Regions from separate parts of the Gossypium hirsutum genome. Here all the other regions are linked to region 1. A link is a contact called in public Hi-C data. All regions are on one chromosome and are shown on one strand. Each heading gives the region's core, a stretch centred on a gene start, on an enhancer-like site or on the middle of the called end of the contact. The rest is flanking DNA. Distances are from core to core; before and after follow the strand shown. Region 1 holds the start of LOC107949633 (pentatricopeptide repeat-containing protein At5g61990, mitochondrial). Region 2 holds the start of LOC107949641. Region 3 holds the start of LOC107949627 (phosphatidylinositol transfer protein 3). Region 4 holds the start of LOC107949640 (protein NBR1 homolog). Region 5 holds the start of LOC107949629 (protein BONZAI 2). Region 6 holds the start of LOC107949638 (copper methylamine oxidase).

The links. Hi-C and Micro-C count contacts between places; a contact is called where the count stands out from the background.
Region 2: a contact with region 1 is called in a Hi-C map of leaf, with 2.6 times the contacts expected there. The contact joins the promoter of LOC107949641 here to the promoter of LOC107949633 in region 1. A contact is called at or near these places in 3 of 34 Hi-C or Micro-C datasets (leaf and seedling).
Region 3: a contact with region 1 is called in a Hi-C map of leaf, with 1.9 times the contacts expected there. The contact joins the promoter of LOC107949627 here to the promoter of LOC107949633 in region 1. A contact is called at or near these places in 2 of 34 Hi-C or Micro-C datasets (both in leaf).
Region 4: a Hi-C map of hypocotyl shows a contact between it and region 1, with 1.9 times the contacts expected there. The contact joins the promoter of LOC107949640 here to the promoter of LOC107949633 in region 1. A contact is called at or near these places in 3 of 34 Hi-C or Micro-C datasets (hypocotyl, leaf and seedling).
Region 5: a Hi-C map of hypocotyl shows a contact between it and region 1, with 2.0 times the contacts expected there. The contact joins the promoter of LOC107949629 here to the promoter of LOC107949633 in region 1. A contact is called at or near these places in 4 of 34 Hi-C or Micro-C datasets (anther, hypocotyl and leaf).
Region 6: a contact with region 1 is called in a Hi-C map of leaf, with 2.4 times the contacts expected there. The contact joins the promoter of LOC107949638 here to the promoter of LOC107949633 in region 1. A contact is called at or near these places in 16 of 34 Hi-C or Micro-C datasets (callus, hypocotyl, leaf and 2 more).

Annotation. Positions count from the first base shown.
Region 1 is chrD03:43,435,934-43,439,232 of Gossypium_hirsutum_v2.1, reverse strand. LOC107949633 (pentatricopeptide repeat-containing protein At5g61990, mitochondrial) reads right to left here and starts at 1,461. Exons shown (of 1, transcript XM_016884368.2): 1 at 1-1,461. The coding sequence starts at 1,366.
Region 2 is chrD03:43,205,770-43,209,068 of Gossypium_hirsutum_v2.1, reverse strand. LOC107949641 reads right to left here and starts at 1,636. Exons shown (of 1, transcript XM_016884374.2): 1 at 694-1,636. The coding sequence starts at 1,378. The coding sequence ends at 896. It also overlaps the pseudogene LOC107949642.
Region 3 is chrD03:43,637,170-43,640,468 of Gossypium_hirsutum_v2.1, reverse strand. LOC107949627 (phosphatidylinositol transfer protein 3) reads right to left here and starts at 1,703. Exons shown (of 9, transcript XM_041090184.1): 1 at 1,509-1,703; 2 at 1,060-1,293; 3 at 436-938.
Region 4 is chrD03:43,253,213-43,256,511 of Gossypium_hirsutum_v2.1, reverse strand. It overlaps LOC107949640 (protein NBR1 homolog), which reads right to left and starts at 1,464. Exons shown (of 7, transcript XM_016884373.2): 1 at 1,208-1,464; 2 at 1-545. The coding sequence starts at 1,231.
Region 5 is chrD03:43,588,450-43,591,748 of Gossypium_hirsutum_v2.1, reverse strand. LOC107949629 (protein BONZAI 2) reads right to left here and starts at 1,839. Exons shown (of 14, transcript XM_041090175.1): 1 at 1,294-1,839; 2 at 965-1,012; 3 at 90-238; 4 at 1-5. The coding sequence starts at 1,437. It overlaps LOC107949630, which reads right to left. Exons shown (of 8, transcript XM_016884366.2): 8 at 3,236-3,299.
Region 6 is chrD03:43,293,676-43,296,974 of Gossypium_hirsutum_v2.1, reverse strand. It overlaps LOC107949638 (copper methylamine oxidase), which reads right to left and starts at 1,757. Exons shown (of 12, transcript XM_016884372.2): 1 at 1,063-1,757; 2 at 368-477; 3 at 1-228. The coding sequence starts at 1,312.

The sequences.
Region 1 (3,299 bases), core at 212-2,711:
TTGCCTCAAAAACATAATTAGCTCGACCAAGATCTCCACAGTGACATAATCCACTAATCATACCATTATAAGTGTACATCGTGGGTGTAAAGTTGTGTTCCTTCATCTCTTCAAACAATTCATAGGCCTTGAGAAAATTCCCTTGTAGACAATAACTCTCGATCATAAGACTAAATGTTTGATCATCAGGTCCGATGCCAATCAAAACCATCTCATCGAACAGAGCTTTTCCTTTCTCAAAGTCACCAGCCTTAGAAGCCCCACGAATAAGCACATTATAAGTGAACACATTCGGTTTAATTCCACAAGCAACCATCTCATCCTTGACTTGGAAAGCCTCGGCCATGCTCCCCCGTTTCATGAACCCATCAATCAAAGCTGTGTAAGCAAAATGGTTAGGATTTAAGCCTGCACAACGCATTTCCTCCATCATCAATTTCGCTTCCTGAAATCTGTTATGCCTACAAAACCCATCAATAACCGTATTGTAAGTATATGCATCAGGGTTGAAACCCTTCCGACTCATGGAGTTTTTCAACTTCAATGCTTCATCAACAGCACCAGCTTTACACAGTCCACCAATCATAACATTATAAGTAACCAAACCAGGACTACATCCCTTCTCCTCCATATCCATAAACACCCTTTTTGCCTTCTCAATATCCCCAACTCGACAATGAGCATTAATCACACTGGTAAAAGTATAAACATCAGGCACCAATTTAGCATCTATCATCCCATTGAAAACCTTCCAAAACAAATCCAACTTATTTACCTTAAGCAAATCACCTAAAAAGTTATTACAACAAACCAAACCAGGCAAACCCCCAACTTTTTTAGCACCCCAAAAAACATAAACAGCATCGTTCCAAGAACCCATTTTCTTATAACAACCAATCAAAATCTCGAAAACCCCGACACAATTCCCTTCATAGCCCTTCCAGAACCTAATAATTGAACCCAAAATGGCCTGAACGGGCCTCCTAGTCCTAACCATGCTGTCTAAAACAATATTGGCTTTACGAAACATCTTCGAATTACATAAAGTAACTGCTAGAAAAGAAAAAGAATCCAAATTTTGAGGGTTCGGGGATCGGTGACTTGCCCAGTTGAAGAAACTGAAGAGGCGTTCGGGATCATGAACCGAGTTTTGGAGAAGAACGGAGTGAACCATGTCTGGGTTCAGCTTGCTTGTCCATGCTGATGATGTTTCAAGAAGTCGTTTCCAGTCATTCTTACTGAGGATAGAAGCGATTTCCACGGCTTCGGCGTCATGCGAAGCTGATGTACAAAAGGAAGCCGATTTGAAACGAGAGAGCCTTGATTTCGTGAAACAATAGACCGTTTGCTTTGAAGATAAACGCATTGTTTTGAAGGATTTTCAAGGTGAAAAAATGGGGACGCGTTTAGTCTGCGAAAAACAGAATGAGAGAATAGAATCAGCGAGTAAGGAGAACGTTTACAGCACCACACTTTGGTGGGCTTTCGGCTTCACTTTTCTGGGCTGTTTGGCCCATGTATTTGTACTTTAATTAAAATACCGGTTTAAACTTTTCAGTCAACGAAATCGAACACCTCAGCATTTTAATTTTAAATTTATAAATATCTAAAAATAAACTTCAAATTATATTAATTTATGTTAAAATTAAGAAATTTTAAATATAAAATTTTAAATAATTTATTTTAAGGTAATTTTAATTAATTTATTGAACTTTAAAATTAAGTAAACTAAATATAAAAATTAATATAAAAGTAACTAAAACCTTTAGTAAATTTATCAATAAGTATTAAGTGTTGTGATAAAATATTTTGCATTAACAAAATAAATTCATACATTGAAGAGGATATTTTTGGGAGTGAGCTATATACCTTGAACATGAACTATAAAACGGAATAGAGAATATTAAAAAATTTAATTTTTTAAAATTTTTAAAGCTAAGTTAATAATTAATATAAAGTAAATAAAGTTAAGTTTTTATTTTTATTATTCAATACTTTGTTTAAATCAATAATATTTGGCAGCACAATTTTTTTTAAAAAATTGTTTAGTGTTATAATTGACAGAACTAAAATAATCTATAAAAATCAAGAGTATTATTTTTGTTAGGTTCGAAAATATCAAGAGAGAGATGAATTAGTATTTTAAATTTTTATCGCCTATAAATGAGTTATCGTTTAGAGTAATAAAATATAACACAAAAAATATATAAGAATTAGAACGGCTGTGTCCGTAAGTGCACGGATTGAATTGTAATATAGTTAGTAAAATGAAATACTTGAAAGTATTCTGAGGATCTTACCCAATGGAGGATGGAGTAAATTATGGAAAAATTTTTACAATAATAAGTCCAAGTAGTAGTAATTAATTCTTATATTATGATAAATCATAAAATAGATTAAAGAGATAATTTAATTAACTAAAATAAATAAACAAATGACTTAATCAATAAACCAATAAGGAAGATTAGCTCGCTTCAAGGTTTATAACTAAATTCGGATTAGGGTTTTTGGGTAGATTAGCTATCGATTAACCAATTATTACTTCCTGGCCTTTAATTAACTAATCGATTGATCGATACTTGCTTATATCCAGACATTACTTTCTCAACCAAGATAAATTTGTTAAAGAATGAAATCAAAAATCCAAGAAAGAGGAGAATAGTAGAAAATAGAGGAGAGAACAATGCATATGAGAAAGGGGTGTTGACAGTTTTCAATTTTCATATCCAATACTGTCAATTACATGCTACTATATAGGAAAAACAATTGAATTGTCTAACAGTCAAAATAATAGAAAAACAAACAAAACAAATTGTACAATTGTTTCTATGAAACGCCTTATTTTATTTAACCTGATACGCATTGTTTTTATAACCTACTCTCGACCCAACTAATCCACCCCATTTATTTCATAATTTAACCCATAACAACTACTCCCTCCTTGAAGAAGATCATTGTCTTCCAGGATCTATATGAAGGCAAGCATCCTTCAATTGCACCAAGGATTCCCATGTGGCATCCTCTAGAAATGAATTCACCCATTCAACCAAAACTTCAGTTGTGGCCACATTCCCACGCTTTACCATCCTTCTATCTAAAATTCTAATAGGCTTTTTGGCCCAAGATCCCTGGTTGTCCATTACTGGCAAAAAGACTTATACATGAGCAACTCCAACATGTTTCTTAAGTTGTGAAACATGAAAAGTAGGGTGAACTATAGATCCATGGGGTAGCTGCATCTTGTATGCTACCTTCTCGATCTTACCTTCCACCAAGTATGACCCAAAATACTTGGGAGC
Region 2 (3,299 bases), core at 387-2,886, 230 kb after region 1:
AAGTTAACTAAGCTCTTAAAGGTAGTTGCTTGGATAGCAGAGTAATTGCTCTTAGGTGTGCCCTGATATGTAGTTGCTGTTAATTGAAAATTATTTATGAATACTAATATATAGTATACACATATACATCACCTTCGATTGCAGTAATTCCAGCAGAACCAATATATATATATACAACATATCTAATCAAGCGGCTATAGTATGGATCGAGTTGCCTTCTGGATGCGGTCCAATTGTTAACTGAGATAACATGAATGGTTCATCAGTCTTAGCACCGGACCCGACCCTGATTGTTGAAGTAATCAAACAGTTAAATTTAAAGTAATTGAGCCAACAATTCAAAGAAGCAAGTGATTCAAGTTTTGTGTTAACACCTCAAGTCCAAAGTAGGACCCTAAATTGTAATGCAAATAAAAAATAAAATATCGATGTGATTGAAGCAACTAATAATATGCTTGAGGTGAATGGAAGCCTTGGCCTAGCTGACAATTGTGACAACGCTGGAAATATATCTTACCTAAAAACCTTGTTCCATGTGTAAGCCTACAAGTTTGGTGGTTCTAGACATCAAATAACTTGATCAGGAATGAGTTGGTTCTTCACATCAAATAACTCACTTGTAAATAAATATATATATAGTATAATTTTTAATGTGTTATCTGAACAACATTTAGACGACTCCAAATGCACAGATATTAAAAAGAAAATTCCAATTAAAACTATGGGAAAAGAGGACGGATAACCTTCAAAATAGGTTATATATTGGATCTCAGACTACCAAAGGAACTACTATCACTATGTTTATTGTTGCAGGACGAAAAATGTGGTACTGTTGACCCACCAATCCAATTCACACTTCACATAGACCTAAGACTAGCAGGAAACAGAAAAAGGATCAAAAACCATTGTTATCTTCAGGGGGGATTTTAATATCAGCTTCAACGAATCTCCTGGAAGACACCCTTTTTAACAGATTTCTAAGGCTGTTCTTACTCTCCTTTCCCCTTTTTTGTGCTCTACTTGAATTTCCTTCTAACTCTGACCCAGCTGCTGAAAAAGGGTCATCGAGAACCAGAGCAGTCTCAAGCTTTTTGGCCAGGGTGACAAGCTCATATGAATCCCACAGTGATTGGGCGAAGTCCCAATGTGGAGTATTAGCAATACTAGTGCGCTCGTCCTTGAGCTTCACAGATGGGTTGCTCATTGCTTCAAGCTTGAATCTAGAAGGCCTAGCTTTGAAATGTCGACGTGGGTAAGCATCGAATTCATTGGTAGACCTAGAGGTACCGGAGTGAGAGTGCCAGGCTTGTGCTACTGCTTTGATGATTTGAAGGTCTTTGTTGATGTCATGTTGAGGCTGGAGCTGCTTTTTCTTCATCGGTGGTGCTCTGTAGGAATTAGGTCATGATGTAGGGGCCAATCCATACTGCATGTGGCATCCTATTCCTTGGGATAAATTAGAGCCTCACACGCTAGCTGTTGTAGATAGAATGTTGTAGGCTGATCCTAACCTAGCTAGCTAATTTATGTGATGAACATCACTCCATATTTATAAAGATTAATTTTTTGGTTTTTCTAATTAACTGAAAAATCTGCTGCCTGGAGTGTAATTCTAAAGCATGGGCATGAATGCTTGTGGTGTGCCCACAGAAATAGAAATGAGAGATTGATTGGCGGGCGGGCGGGCGGGTGGCTGGGTGGACGGGCGGGTGGATGGATGGATGATTGCTCTAGGCTAAATTCTGTTATTAGTCCCTGTGTTTATACTTTTTTAAATTTTAAAATTTTAGTCCTCAACTAATGATAATTACTAAATTCATTGAGTTAAGCTTTGCTATTTCCAAATTTTGATGCAGCAAACATATTATCATATGAATAATAACATGTCAATTTATTATTTCCACATATTACTTGCTAGAAATTCGGTTAATGGATTAACCACTGTCGTTTGCTTCAAGATTGAAATTTTAAATTTTGAAAAATATACGGACTTAGAATGGTCCAGTTAGAAAATATGGACTAAACCTACAATTGTACGCATAGTACAAGACTAGTAATTAAATTTAACCAAACAGATTTAGCTGTTATTGTTTAAGCCAAGAATAAAATTTCAAATTTTGAGAAGTACAAAAACTAAATTTGACCACTTTAAAAGGTATAGTGATTAAAAGTGATCAAACTTAAATACAAAGACTAAATCCACAAATTTCGCAAAGTACATGACTAATAGCAAAATTTAACAATTTTTCTACTAATAGGTCATTTTGTTTATCTAATACTAGTTTCTTAGGATAGGATAGATACAGTTGCATTTCTTCTCTTTTCAATTACTTTTCTTTCCTAACGGCTTCTCTTCCATACGCCCTAACGATCTAAGAATCTCCAGACCAGAGCTACTCTTATCAATGCTTTGATGGCGGACTAGGTGAGTTCCCTTAAATGCAGTTTCTTTATCTGGGAAGGCTCTAGATATAAGACTGTTCAGTCTCTCATTTTCTAGTGCAGGTATTGCCCGTATCAGTATTCCCATTGATTGAGTACTTTCTAGGGGCATTCCTGCAAGACGTATAGGGGAGGAAAAAGGCTTAGCCTAAACGCTTTACGTTGGATTGATTATTTATTTGCATCAAATTATACAACAAAAATTTGAAAGTTAAAATATGCTCTAAGTCTCTATACACTTTGTACACTTGGAATTTAGTCCCCTTATTTTTATTTTTAGGAATTTAATATTCAACTTTTCGAATTTAAAAATCCAGGTCTAGTTGTTACCATCATTAAAATTTTTCTATTAAAATTTTGGTGTGATATTTTGAAATTGTTTTAAAAAAATCCACTTGATAGTCATGTAACAATAGAAATAATGTTGAAAAATACTAATTAGGATTTTTTTCCTTAAAAACACATATTCAAAATTATCATGATAAAATGATTTTTTTTGTTCTAATAGTGTTCTTAAGAAAATTTGACTGTTAGCATTTTGATTGAAATAGTTAACAATATTAACTATTCAAACTAATTAAGTAATAACATTATAAAAGTAGAGAGACTAAATTATGCCAAAAATTAAAATATATAGATTAAATCTCAAGTTTTAGTATAGTTGAAATGTCAAAATTGATATTTGACCAGTATCTTATAATATATAAAAAGAAAGTATTTATGTGGCATAATAGAGAGACCAAAACTTAAAATTTAACTATTTTCTAAAATGTTAAATAAAAAAGAAAGTATCCCTAATGATACTTTTGAGCTTTGAGGGTATTTATGTGGCATGCTCAAATTCTTTTATTTTTAAG
Region 3 (3,299 bases), core at 454-2,953, 200 kb before region 1:
ATGCATTCATTGGTGTGATTGGGAAAACTTGTGCGATTCAAAAGATTTTAGTGGGATGGGATTCTGTAGTCTTACTAGATTTAATATCACATTATTGGCAAAACATGGGTGGTGTCTTATTAATTATCCCAATTCACTTTTAGCTCGTGTATTAAAGGAAAAATATTTTTGAAATTTATACTTTTTGCATGCAGGGCTAGGTAATTTACCTTCGCTTACCTAGAAGAGTGTGTGGGCTGCTAAAAGGCTCTTACAAAGTGGGTTCTGTTGGAGAGTAGGTTCAGGGGAAAGAATTTCTATTCAAAGTGATGCGTAGCTTCCTAGTTTTGCTTGTTACAGAATTCACAAGTTAGTTAGCAATGAGGAGATAGTTTGGGTATCAGACTTAATTGACAATTTTGATAGGAAATGGAAAGCAGATCTGATCAACAGTACCTTTTTAGAGTAAGTTGCGACAAGGATCCTCCAGATTTCTTTAGGACAAGAAGTTCACAATGACATGCTGGTGTGGAGGGGTGAGTCATCTAGGGAATTTTTTGTTCGAAGCGCTTATAAACTATTACATAGAAGTGCTTTTTTCTCGAATACAAATTCTAGACAAGATGATAGCACTGATTTCTACAAGAAATTATGGAAATTACAGATCCCATCTAAAATTAAAATTATGCTATGGAAAACTTCTTGGTATTTTCTTCCTACTTTGGCTAATTTATTTTCCAGAAGGTTGGTGGTGAACGTGTTTTTTCCCAGATGCAAGGGTCTAGTGGAAGACCTCGTCCATATTTTCCGAGACTGTCCTATAATAGTGGAGGTATGGGTTCACTTAAATCTTACCTGGAATTTATCAAATTGAGTTATGAATTATTGGGAGTGGATTACCTGGATTTTTAGAAGAAGTACGGACAAGTAATGCAGGACGTTCTGTTGCTCCATATGGGCTATCTAGACAAATAATAATCAATTAGTGCATGAAAGGAAACAGTCTACTGGGAAGGAAATAGGCGAACGGGTAGTTCGTTATATCAAAGAACTCGAAGGGATTGAAGAAAGAAAGATTACTAGATTGGAAGGAAATGAGGAATGGAACCCCTCAACAAATTTGTTGATCAAAATCAACTTTGATGCTTCCTTCAATCAAACACAAGCCAGACCGGGTTCGGGGGTTGTTGCTAGAAACGCATTGGGTGAGATTGTTGCCTCTAAAATGATTCTCCACACGGTGGTTGCGTCGCCTTTTACGGTGGAAGTTTATGCTTGTCTCCAAGCATTGCTTTTAGGACAGCAGTTAAAGCTCTGAGTAGTGATAGCAGAGGGCGATGCAGGGACAATAATAAAAAAAATGTCAGACAAATCTTTAAGACAAATCAGAAATAGGAGCTATCATTCGAAACATTCAACAGATAAAATGAGGATTTCAATGGATCTAGTTCAAGCATGTACCCAGATCTACAAATGCTCTTGCACATTGTTTGGCCACTGAAAGTTTGAAGAGGGATAGAGAAGATTACCTGGAAGGAGGAGTACCAGATTTCATTGTTGAAACTGTGGGAAGAAGGAGACTGAGAGAACTTAACTGGGGGTGGATGCTGTGACAATGTTCTGGAAGGGATAATGACAATTGATAGGGTTTGATTTTGGAAAGTTGCTAGCTTTTGGAAACTGGACCGTTTGAGGCGATAAGGTTGAGAATATCTTGGGAGTGTGTGCCAGTTGGTGTATTCAATTGGAAATTGTTTTATTTTGGGCTTTCATTTCGTAATAGTGGGCCAATATGCATTTGTTTGCATTTTGGGCTGGCTTAGGATCTGCTCAAGTTTGAACTTGGTCTCTTTAATTTGATTGTGTTACTCTTATTTTGAATAAATTCCAGTCGGGTATTTCTAAAAAAAAATTCACTTTTTAAGATAAGTGAAATTTAAAACTTTTAAGATATAATTTTAATTATTATTATATTAATCCAGAAGTCTTTTAATGAATTTAAATTCTTATTCTTTTATTTGATAATTTAAGATTAAATAATTCAAACGATTATATATACTTTCGAAAATAAAAGATTATATATATTAATATCATACATATCATATATCATATATTGTTGAGACAAGTTTTTTAAGTGATTTAGTAATTGGTAGACAGAAGCGATTATTTCCATCGACTTTATTGAGTAATTCATTGAGTAAACATGTGAGTTTGTCGTATACAAATTCATTGAGTAATTCAACATCAATAATGTCATTCAAGCTATTTCGATCACATAGCATCATCAAATATAAAAACATCGTTATCCCATTTATTCATAGATTTGGATAACCTGATAAACTATAGCAAAAGTAACTCAGATACTCAAGTAACCGTCTTAGAGAGCACCGTAGTGCTGAACAAGGGCACAAATGTGCATACAAGGGCACCATAGTGCGAACAGAATAAGCGTGCAACTAACCCTATTGGCATGCCAATCGTATCCTAATCGTTTACTACATTCAAACTGATGGTTATACAAGATTCAGAACATTTACAATATAGGAGCACTTCCACATTTTTAGAGCACATATCAAAATCAGGTCATTATCATTCAATATCTCACATGAATCATATTATTCAAGAATACAAGGCATAATATTAGATCCTTAATCCTTTCTCACCTTTAGTACTGAATTATAAACATTTCAAAATTTCAATCTATCATTACAGAAATATTCACAATTAAATCAAATTCAATACATAAAAGTATATGATTATACCCTATGAACTTACCTAATATAACCAACTATCGAATTGGGTCATAAGGACTATTCCACAATTTTTCTTTTTCCTCACTTATCAATCGGTTGTTCAATTCTTGATCTAAATAATAATTAAGTTCAAAATATCAATTCCATATACCATATAACACTCAAATTCATACATATGACCTATTAATTTTATTTTAAAGAATTTCCCTAAACTTTTACATTTTATTCCATTTATTCCTTAAAACCGAAACCTTTATAAATTTCACATTTAAACCCACAATTTCAATCCGATTACATACTCATACCTGTACAATTCTCAATCATTTAAAATTACAGAAATTTCATGCTAAAGTCGACATACTTTCATTTTAGTCCTTGAACTCAAAACTAATAAAAATCACTTTACAAATTAGTCTTATTTAACAACCAAGCTTACAAATCTACTAGTAAACATCAATAACTTCCATAACTCACTAATGGAAACTTTTAAAACCTTTAAAAATTTTATGAAATAGTCACTGGGCTAGCTAGATTAAGCTACAACGTTCTCAAAAACATAAAAATTAG
Region 4 (3,299 bases), core at 215-2,714, 180 kb after region 1:
GGAATGCCAGAATCAGCACCAACTCCAGGTTGGGAAGCAGGACTCAAGTAGGATTGTCCCATCTTAGACAAGGACTCCAAAAGATCACCCAACAATGGACTGGCGGATGCAGCTTTTGAAGCAACTTCTACGGAAAGCTTTGAGAAAACTTCACTTAGAGCATCACGAAGAGGCTCTGGTACAGAATTCAGTGCATCAGCAGAAGCAGTATTAAAGCTTGGCAACGGAGGCTGAACAGATGGAGATCTCAAGGGAGTAGAACCACCACTTGATCTTGTGTAAGGTTTACTGAGCTTGTCATTATTTAGCTGCACATTAATCCTCAAGAATTTAAGGCGTTGCCTCATCACATCACACAAATCATCATCATCAACAAGGGTAACAATATCCCCATCTTCATCAATATATGTCAGAGTAAGTTCACTATCAAAAGGAAAATTGAAAAGCCCCATAATTTTTGCCCTTAGTCCAGTCATATTAAGATCCAGGTGTTCACCATCAACAATTCGAGCATTGAAACGCCTTAGAGTATTTCCATACTTAACCTGCATCCGTAACATTTGCAACAATATATAGTATAAGGAATCTAAAAAATAAATTTAATAAATAAAAAATATAAACAAAGCATCTTGTTCGAACAACTGACTACAATTATGGTATCGGTAACATTTTATAATTAGGGAACCAAGAAATCAATGGAAATATATCAAAAGGAACAATTAGATTTAATCATAAATTCATTCTAAATTTAACAAAGAAGTTATCATTTATGCATGATGTACACTCATGAAATCAACCTAGAAATTTAAAGCAAACAGCCTTCACTGCATAAATCAACCTAGAAATTTAAAGCAAAAAGCCTTCACTGCATGATTGATATTCATTCTAAAAATGACATTACAATTATCGTATGTGCATGATTGATATTCATGAAATAAACTCAGAATTTAAAGGCAAAAAGCCTTCACTGTATTTGACAATCACAAATCAAAATAAGCAAAACAATCACGATGGACATAATCGGCCTCAAATTAAAAATTAAAAAACAAAACAAAAATCCACATTTTTCCCGAGGAAACAGGGAAAATATTAAAAATAAACAAATAAAAAGAATAAAAGGAGCTTAGCATAAGATAAAATACTGAAACTGCAGTGTTGTGTAAGGAAAAGGGAGATGAAAAGGTTATAAAAAGATGAAAGAACGAACCTTGATAACGAGATTAGATTCCATAGCTTATCAGAAGAAAGAGAACGGAGGTGAATCGGGAAAGAAAACCCTAACCCTAGAGGAAAAGAGTAATAGGGAGACGAATATTTGAGGTAATGAAGGGTTCTGTTTCTATTTTGTAAGGGAGTGGCCGAGTAAATACGGAACGGAAGCCGCGGAGTTCCTTTCCTTGTGGCGGAAGCTCTTTTTTTTCTGTTTCAATCCAAAGATATTATTTTTCCTCTTTCGTTTGGGTTTATTTATTTATTTATAGCGGCTCGCATAGCTTAGCCAATAAGAAATTTCATTGACTTTTTTTGCTTTTTTTCCCCGTCTTTTTCAGTCTTTATCTTTTTCCCCAAGCAAGCAAACGACTCTATTCTAGGATTGAGTTGGAACTTAGAGCAGTGTTTAATAGGGGCAAAATATTTGGTACACTAAACTCGATAATTAAGGAGTTAACAAGTATTTTATAGGATATATTAATCTGGATAAATTACCAATAAAAGTTTTTTTTATTTTTAAAATTATTGAAATAGGCTAGGTCCTGAATTAACTACTGGAATAGGCTAATTTCTCCCAAAACGCGTCCACGTCAGCGCGCTGTCAGGAGATAAAGTAGGAAAACGCTTCCTTAAGGAAGCGCTTTGTCCACGTGCACAGAAAACGCGTCCTTGAGGGTGCGCTTTGTGTCTACGTAGACAAAGCGCTTCCTTGAGGAAGCGTTTTTCCTGTTTTTTAGGGTTAGAGTTTTCTACAATTAGAGTTAGGATTTTGATATTTTTGGGTTTTTAGATTTTATGGTTTTAAGGAAAAAATAAATAAATAAGGGTTTAGGGTTTCTTAATTCAATTAATTATAAATTTTAAAAAATTAGATTAGGGTTTAGTGTTTATGGTTTTTAAGAAAAAATCAAATAAATTAGTGTTTAGGGTTACTTGAGTAAATTAATTATAAATTTTTAAAAAAATTAGATTAGGGTTTAGGGTTTAGGTTTTTTAAGAAAAAATCAAATAAATTAAGGTTTAGGGTTACTTGAGTAAATTAATTATAAATTTTAAAAAAATTAGATTAGGGTTTAGTATTTAGGGTTTTAAGAAAAAATCAAATAAATTAGGGTTTGGGGTTTAGGGTTAATTAAATTATTTGTTAATTTAAAAAAGCTCCCACGTGGACGCTATTTTACTACAGTAGTTCCTAAAAAAATAATTTTGAGAAGACGTTTCTGAGCAAATAGTGTCAAAAACGTTTTAAGCAGGATGCATTGTCAACAAAAGTACTGAAAGAAGCTCCCACATGGACGTTCTTTTGCTACAGTAGTTTCTGAAAAAATAATTTTGAGAAGATGTTTCTGAGCAAATAGTGTCAAAAACGCTTCAAGTAGGATGCAATGTCAGCAAAAGTACAGAAAGAAGCTCCCACGTGGACGCTCTTTTGCTACAGTAGTTCCTATTTGGCCTGAGGCTATAAATTAGCCAAATTTTTTTCTCAGGTTGCATAAGTTATAGCAAAAAAAATTAGAGAGGCTAAGAAGGATAGAAATTGAAGATGAGTGAACGTATTAGTGTTGTTATTTACTATGATGGTGAGGTTCGTCACACCAAGAACGGTGTTGTTTTTTTATCGGAGACTACAGTGCGACTGGTTTTTAACCAGAACATAGATTTGACAGAACTTTATAAAAGAATTAGGCGTAAAATATTCGAAACAACGCTAATGAAAGTTTTGTCTATTAGGTATCAATTTTGTGCTTCTGTTGATCCGGGGACATATAACTCGTTCAACATCAAAGGTGCTCGTAGCTTGGAGGCAATGGTGTAGACTCATCTTGCTAGTGGAGCATCCTATATTGAGTTATATGTACAATTTACATCGCCAAATGATGCATTTGCGACTGCTGTTCGAGAGGAATACACGACCACTACCCGACACTCCGTTAGTGGGTTACAAAACACAGAACCGCCCGTGTTTGGTAGCGGTATGGAATACACAACCCATGCACGACACTCCTTCAATGGATGAGACATGCACCTCGGTGGGTTGATATTTGATGCTGGAAATACGTACTGGGGAACGACATCAACTTCTAGTG
Region 5 (3,299 bases), core at 590-3,089, 150 kb before region 1:
TAAACCTGTGACAAAATCAATTCCAACAAATTAAACTGCATGAAAAAAAAATCTTTTGCTGATCAAAGAAAAGGAAGAACAGAACTTACAGCAAGTTTTGGACAACCTCAAAATGATAAGTAATTGTATACTTTGCAATCCAAGTAGGAGTCAAAGAATTGAGAACTACTTCAGTACGAAATACTTCGTTAATTGCTCCATCTCTTTCTTTAATATAAACCACCACCATTGGATCACTCTAAAGCAAACAAAACGTATGAGATATCATGCTAAGTTTTCTGCAACAAAATTACGATTCTCATAACTAAATAATAAAGCATGGGAGTAAAGTACATAAACGTTACTAGGTGATACAAGAACTACAACTGAAAATGTTTTAAGAGCCAACTGATCATTCAAACTAAAGCTAAACAGAAGCATCGTGAGATTCAATCAAGATTATAGGAGTAACCCTAGAGTTAGTACATACTTATTGGATTCATTAAGGTCATATTCCTAGGATGTTATGGCTTGATCAGTTTGGATGTGGAGTTAGTAAAGGATTTCTTTAAGTACTTCAGGTTATGTGATTGCCTCACATGTTTCATTTTCTAAACCTGGCATGATCCATAAACTTCTCTCACAGGACAATTCTAACAGCCAATCACACACGAACACACCACCCCTTACTACATGAGGAGATAGCACGTCTTGATTGGTCGCTTAAATGCACCATTAAACCTACCTATATGGCATCCAAGTTTCCAATTAACCATACAGTGTGACTTCTCACCTTCAACTCCCTAATTCCAACTACCCAATTGTTATTTCCTAAATTCCACTCATTCAAACTCAAATGTTCACAATAATTATAAATTTCAACAACAAAGTCAAATATGGCACAGCACTGAATTTCTAACTACATAATTGCTAGTAGAGCAAATAAGCTAGGGCCTCGCTTTGCATGTATTCATAACGTGCATACCTTGGAAAAAACATCCCGGTCTCGCAAACTCGTAGCAGAAAATGATAACTGCGTAACATGGTTTTGCATAAAAGAATCAATGCAAGAGCACAGAGATTGGAGATTTCAGATAATTTAGAGAAAATGAAACAGAAAGTAGCTTGTGTAGTCAACACAGATGAAAATCGAACTATAAATCTAAATACTAATACTAAGACTAATAATAGCAACATTAAATCGATTAGCCAATCATCTAGTTGGTAACAAAGTAAATTCCACCATCCATTATAAGGCAAAACTAGCCATTTAGTCAATTATTAATATAGTAACTCAAGAGAGAGGAAAAAGACCTCGATCTGAGAGAAGAGGCCGTGAATACCGTGAGACCTCAAGTACATGTCGACAGCATCGTTTTGGTTGCCAGTAGCGGCGGAGGAAGTGGCACCACTCACAGCTGCCATACCGCCACCGACGTCCGAGCAGCAATTTCCCATCTCCAACTAACTAAACCGGCAGAACTCTCTTTTATAGACTAGGAAAAGGATATATATGCATGAGACAAAACAACTACAACAAAAAATCAAATGTGAAGTAGATTGAGAGAGATTTGGAATGTTTATATATATATATATAAATTGATGTCTTTGAAAAATAGAAATTTGACAAAGAAAAAATTTAGAACTTTCATTTACAATTCGGTAGACAAAATTAGAAATGGAAAATGAAATGGCCCACTTTTTTCTTCAATTTGTTTTGGGCTGTCGTCTGTCTCCATTTTACGTTCAGCGGCAGAAAACGCGTTGCTCAAAGCGCGTCAATTAAAAAAGATGAAGCAAACCAATTCAGCTCAGTTTTTCAATTCCATTAGTCCAAAAAGGAAAATAAAAGGATAAACTCACTTACGTGCTTTCATTTTCGACACTAAAATTAAGAACTTTCATAGTGGTCGTCGCTGTTAGATAAACTTTTTTTTAAATAGTAGTTCTTCTTCACTCAAAATTTTTTAATAAATAGTAACAAAAGATTAAGAGTGTATTTATACAAAATAATTTTGCAGTGATTAATTGATAGTTTACTCTAACATTAAAATGCACCCTTAACCTTCCGTTATCATTAAAGGTGGAATGATCAATTTCTAATAAATTAATAAAAATAGGAATGAGCCATATTTAGAATGATTGGTGGACCCCTAAACGTAATTACAAAATTTTGCAAATGGCCCATTTATCTGTGCGTATCAAATCTCACGATCAACACAAATGATCTTTCTTTGTGTTTTCTTTTTACCTGCCAGATATTTTGGAAGTCAAGGAGGCTCCTAGCGCTTAATGACGTTTAATGGGAGGCAAGTCAAAAGAAAGTCGAGTCAACAAGCACAAAAAAGTCAAGAGGTCAACCACTAGAGTCGGATCATTGAACTGTAATATATACTTTAGTTTCAATATCACACGTTACGCAATTGGTTATGGTTAGCTTTTAATTTAATAAATACAAAAATTAACCAATTTTTTAAAGTTGAATTCAGAGTGTAAATATATAAAAATAAAATATAATTCAAATGTAAATGTAGTAATCTAATAATCAATAAAATACTAAGAGAAAATAAAAATCTAATAAATTTCTATGTAGAATTCTTTTTTCTAAGGTTATCTAGTGTTAAAGTCATTATTATCAAATCACAATATACTTTGTTTGATGTTTTTTTTATAATAATATAATTAAAATATTAGTCATTATATCATATCAATATTAATTTAATTTAATTTCAAAATATAAATAAATATTTAAAGAATAATATCAATAAAAGTAAATATGTAATCAGTCTCTATATTAATTTTTCTATATGCATTTATAGGTAAATTATTTAAAATATGAGTATCATAATATTTTAAAATAAAAATTTATTGCTTAATTTGGTGTAATAATCTTAAAAATAAATTACTGTAAGTTCATTTTTAAATTATAATTTTTAATATAAATATATATTCTCAATTGGGTATTTATATAAATATATATAAATATAAATATATTTTACCATGTTAATAAGTTTACTTTTTTGAATATAGGGAAAAGGTAAGCCCTCATTGATTTTCAACAAATTGGAATGTCTAAAAGAACTCTAACCCATGTAAAAGTAAGCAAGCCCCATAGATCTTGACTTGAAGCTCACCTTTGAGCAAGGTCAATGATAATATTCGATATCTATGTACTACGCATATACGGGCATGGATATAAAATATGATTCTAAAAATACTCGGGAAAAAAAAACCCTTAGAAAAATTGAACTACCTGTATCGAACACATCTATATCTCACACTTAAATCCAAGTCATCCAAGTGACAAAGTTGCTTTCGCT
Region 6 (3,299 bases), core at 508-3,007, 140 kb after region 1:
TACTTCAGATAACTCAACAATCCATATACTTGTTTCATTGGACTTCTTGTTATAGACAACCAATCTAGCTCGCCTGAGAGGGAGCTTGGTAGGTATCACTGGGCCATTTTTGGTCCTGGGAAGTAATGAGGGTTGGAAAGGTGGGAAGAAATAAGCATCTGCCAGAGCAACAACATGCTTGTCTGGCTCCAAAAGAACCACTTCAACGAAGCGCATGCTGTCTCTTACCTTGAAAAAGAAAAATAAGAATATTACTTATCTCAACATTTTAAACAACATAGAAACATCAACAAATCTTAAGCACATTGGTTTAGAAATGATAGAATGGAGGACAACAAAATAAAGGCATTATATAGAAATTAGCAACCTCAGGAGTGGCACCAGCAGCTCTGACAGTAGCAACTGCAACAGAGATCTCAGCAGCAGATAAAGGGTCCAAAGGATGACTGGTTTGAGGCCTTGTAAAGATTTGGATGCCTGCACAATCAAACAAGCAATCTTATTGAACACTATAGAGAGAAAAATCCTTGTCGACATCAGAGTGCTAAATAACTAAATACCAGCATAACTCTCAAACACGTTCGATTAAACACAAAATTCTTGAAGTTATTCACTTGAAATTTTTTTAGGAAAAAGAAATCGGTCAACAAGCAGCAGAGCAAATAAAAATAAAAGGTCAAAGTGAAGCATTAAGTAATGAATTGATAGTCCTTTCTCGAAATAAATCTTACACTTTCAAGATTCTTCCAATATAACTATAAAAGATAGATAAATAAAAGAAAGAAATATACATGCATTTGGTACAAACTAAACCGTAGTTAATTCCTTTTTTTTTTCAAAAAGAATATATATATCGAAGTCTGAAACTTTAGTTCATGATATTCGTGGATGATTAATGCACGAGGAACGATGCAGAAAATAAAAAAGTCCGAAAAACATGAGATGATAGAAAAAGAAATACATAACAACATGTAAAACGGCTAGGATCTAAATTGAGGATCATCTGAAACGCCGACACATTTCTTACAACAATGAAAGAGACAGGGGGAGAGAGAGAGATGCCTTTGGTGGAAGTATCGGGAAGAGAATCAACGGGGCGAATCAAGGACGCCATGGCAGCTTTGGTGACGCTGCTATCGTCGCGGCGATCCGTAGAACCGAGGGTCCACTCGTGCAGCAGATTGGAGGCGGTGGCGGAGGCAGATGAAGAAGCAGGAGGCGCGGCGGAAACAACGGAGTGCGATGCGCAACATGAAGAAGGGGAAGAAGATGAAGAAGAATGAAGCGTCGTCTTTTTCTTAGCTGAGGCCATTGTAAAGGGTTTGCAAGCTCGCCAAATCCACCGCAGTAAGTCTCAATACAATCTACTGACATACAGCAAAACTTTCTCAGTCGACTCTCTCTGGCTCTCCCTCTCTCTTCTATCTATTTCTCCGTTGGAAAGAAGCTTCAAGAAAATACAAGAAAATTTAAAAGAGAAAAAAATGAAGCAGAAATAACCAAGGTCAGATCAAATAGTGGTGAGTTGAGTGGCAATAAACTCTAATTCTAACGACAAAGGAGCGTTTGTTCATCGGGAGAAAGAAATGTGAAGAGAAAAAGGAAACCAGAACCAGAAACAAAACAAAAGGAAAAAGGAAAAAAATAATCAATGGTAGAGTTGGATAGACGGAGAAAAAGTAAGGGAATGGAAGGGCTTTATATACTATTCTACTCCTATTCCTATATAAGAGAAAGTACAGAAACCACGTGCATCCATCTCACTCTCAACCCACACCCTCTATTGATTTATTGGACGGGAGATCATAGGTGACCTGTTTAACTCTTTTTTGTTAACGCCAGATAATAACAAAACTAAAACTGATGGTGGTGGTGGTGGATATGGGCCATAAGGCGATGGCCCTACTTTTGTTTTATGTTTTTGTAGGATTTTGGGTGGGGAGCTTATAATAATGATTTATAAGAGGGATCATTTTCAGTGGATAAGGGGTGATACATACACTGATAGGAGGATCCTAATGTTAGCCCTGATAAGGCCGTACAACTTCCTCTTATTTATTTATAAGGACTTAATTTCTCTATATTCACTTTTACTTGTGGGCTACGGCCCACGCCACTGCATTCTTTACTTACTCTTATTTTACTTTTAGGATAAACTACCCTCATTCTTCTTTTCATCACTCTAAATTTTTTTTATCACTCTGATTAAGATAATTGTTCGAACTGCTCACAGTTATTAAAAATTTTATTGATCTACTAATGGATTGCTAACGTGGTATTTTTTTACTTTTAACTAAAATTAGGTACCTCTACATAATTATTCCAAATTTTTTTTTTTTAGTTTATTTACAACGTGAAGATTTTAATAGTGGCATTGTCCTTTGAATCCTCTCTAAGAAGAGGGAATCCAATTACGGCGACAATGAATCATGACCATAACCCCACTCTTTCTGATGAACCCATTTTTCAGTATAACACCATCGATCACCCTATCGCCATCAATGGCCATGACAATATTGTCTCTATTGTTACTTCAAGTAAAATTTATCTCTTTTTACTTCTATTTTTTTGTTTGTTTGATTTTTTTTTACAATTTTATATTTGAAAAATTAGATTCTTTTTACAATTTTTTACAATTCAACTGTTTCATTTTTTTTTCTTTTGGAGGATTTAACTTTAATAACTAGATGATGCTTTTTGAAGTTTGTTTCAAAATTTATGAAATCAAATTCAAACATAAAATAACCAATATGTTATAGTGCTCTGGATAACTGTAGGAAGCGAAATACGAAAAAAGGTTGAAAGGAATTATCGCACAACTTGTTTTAGGAGATTAGTTCTTCAATCCTCTGTAACATTTGTAATAGGTTTTTTTTTTCTAAATTGCAAAAAAAATATAATTATCAAACCAACCAAAAAAAAAGTAATCAAGAGTAGTTTTACTTGAAGTAACAGTAGAGACAACATTGCCATGATCGTCGGTGGCGGTAGGGTGGCTAAGTGGTGTTATTGTTAGAATTGTGTGACCCAAATTCTAAGAGATTGCTTGCAAGTCAAGTTAAACAAAAATATATTTTCTTTCTAGAAGATTTAGTATTTATTAGTATAATATATTTAGCATTTATTAGTATAGTTTATTTGACTTACTAATTTAGCCTATAAATAGGCTCCTTTACAATCTTAGAAAAAGAGACACCCATTAGATTAGAACTCATAACACATTCAGAGAATTTTGTGTTTACGTTTTTCGGGTTCTTTGTTTTTCGGGTTTTCGGGGTTTAGTTTTTATCTCCATCTTT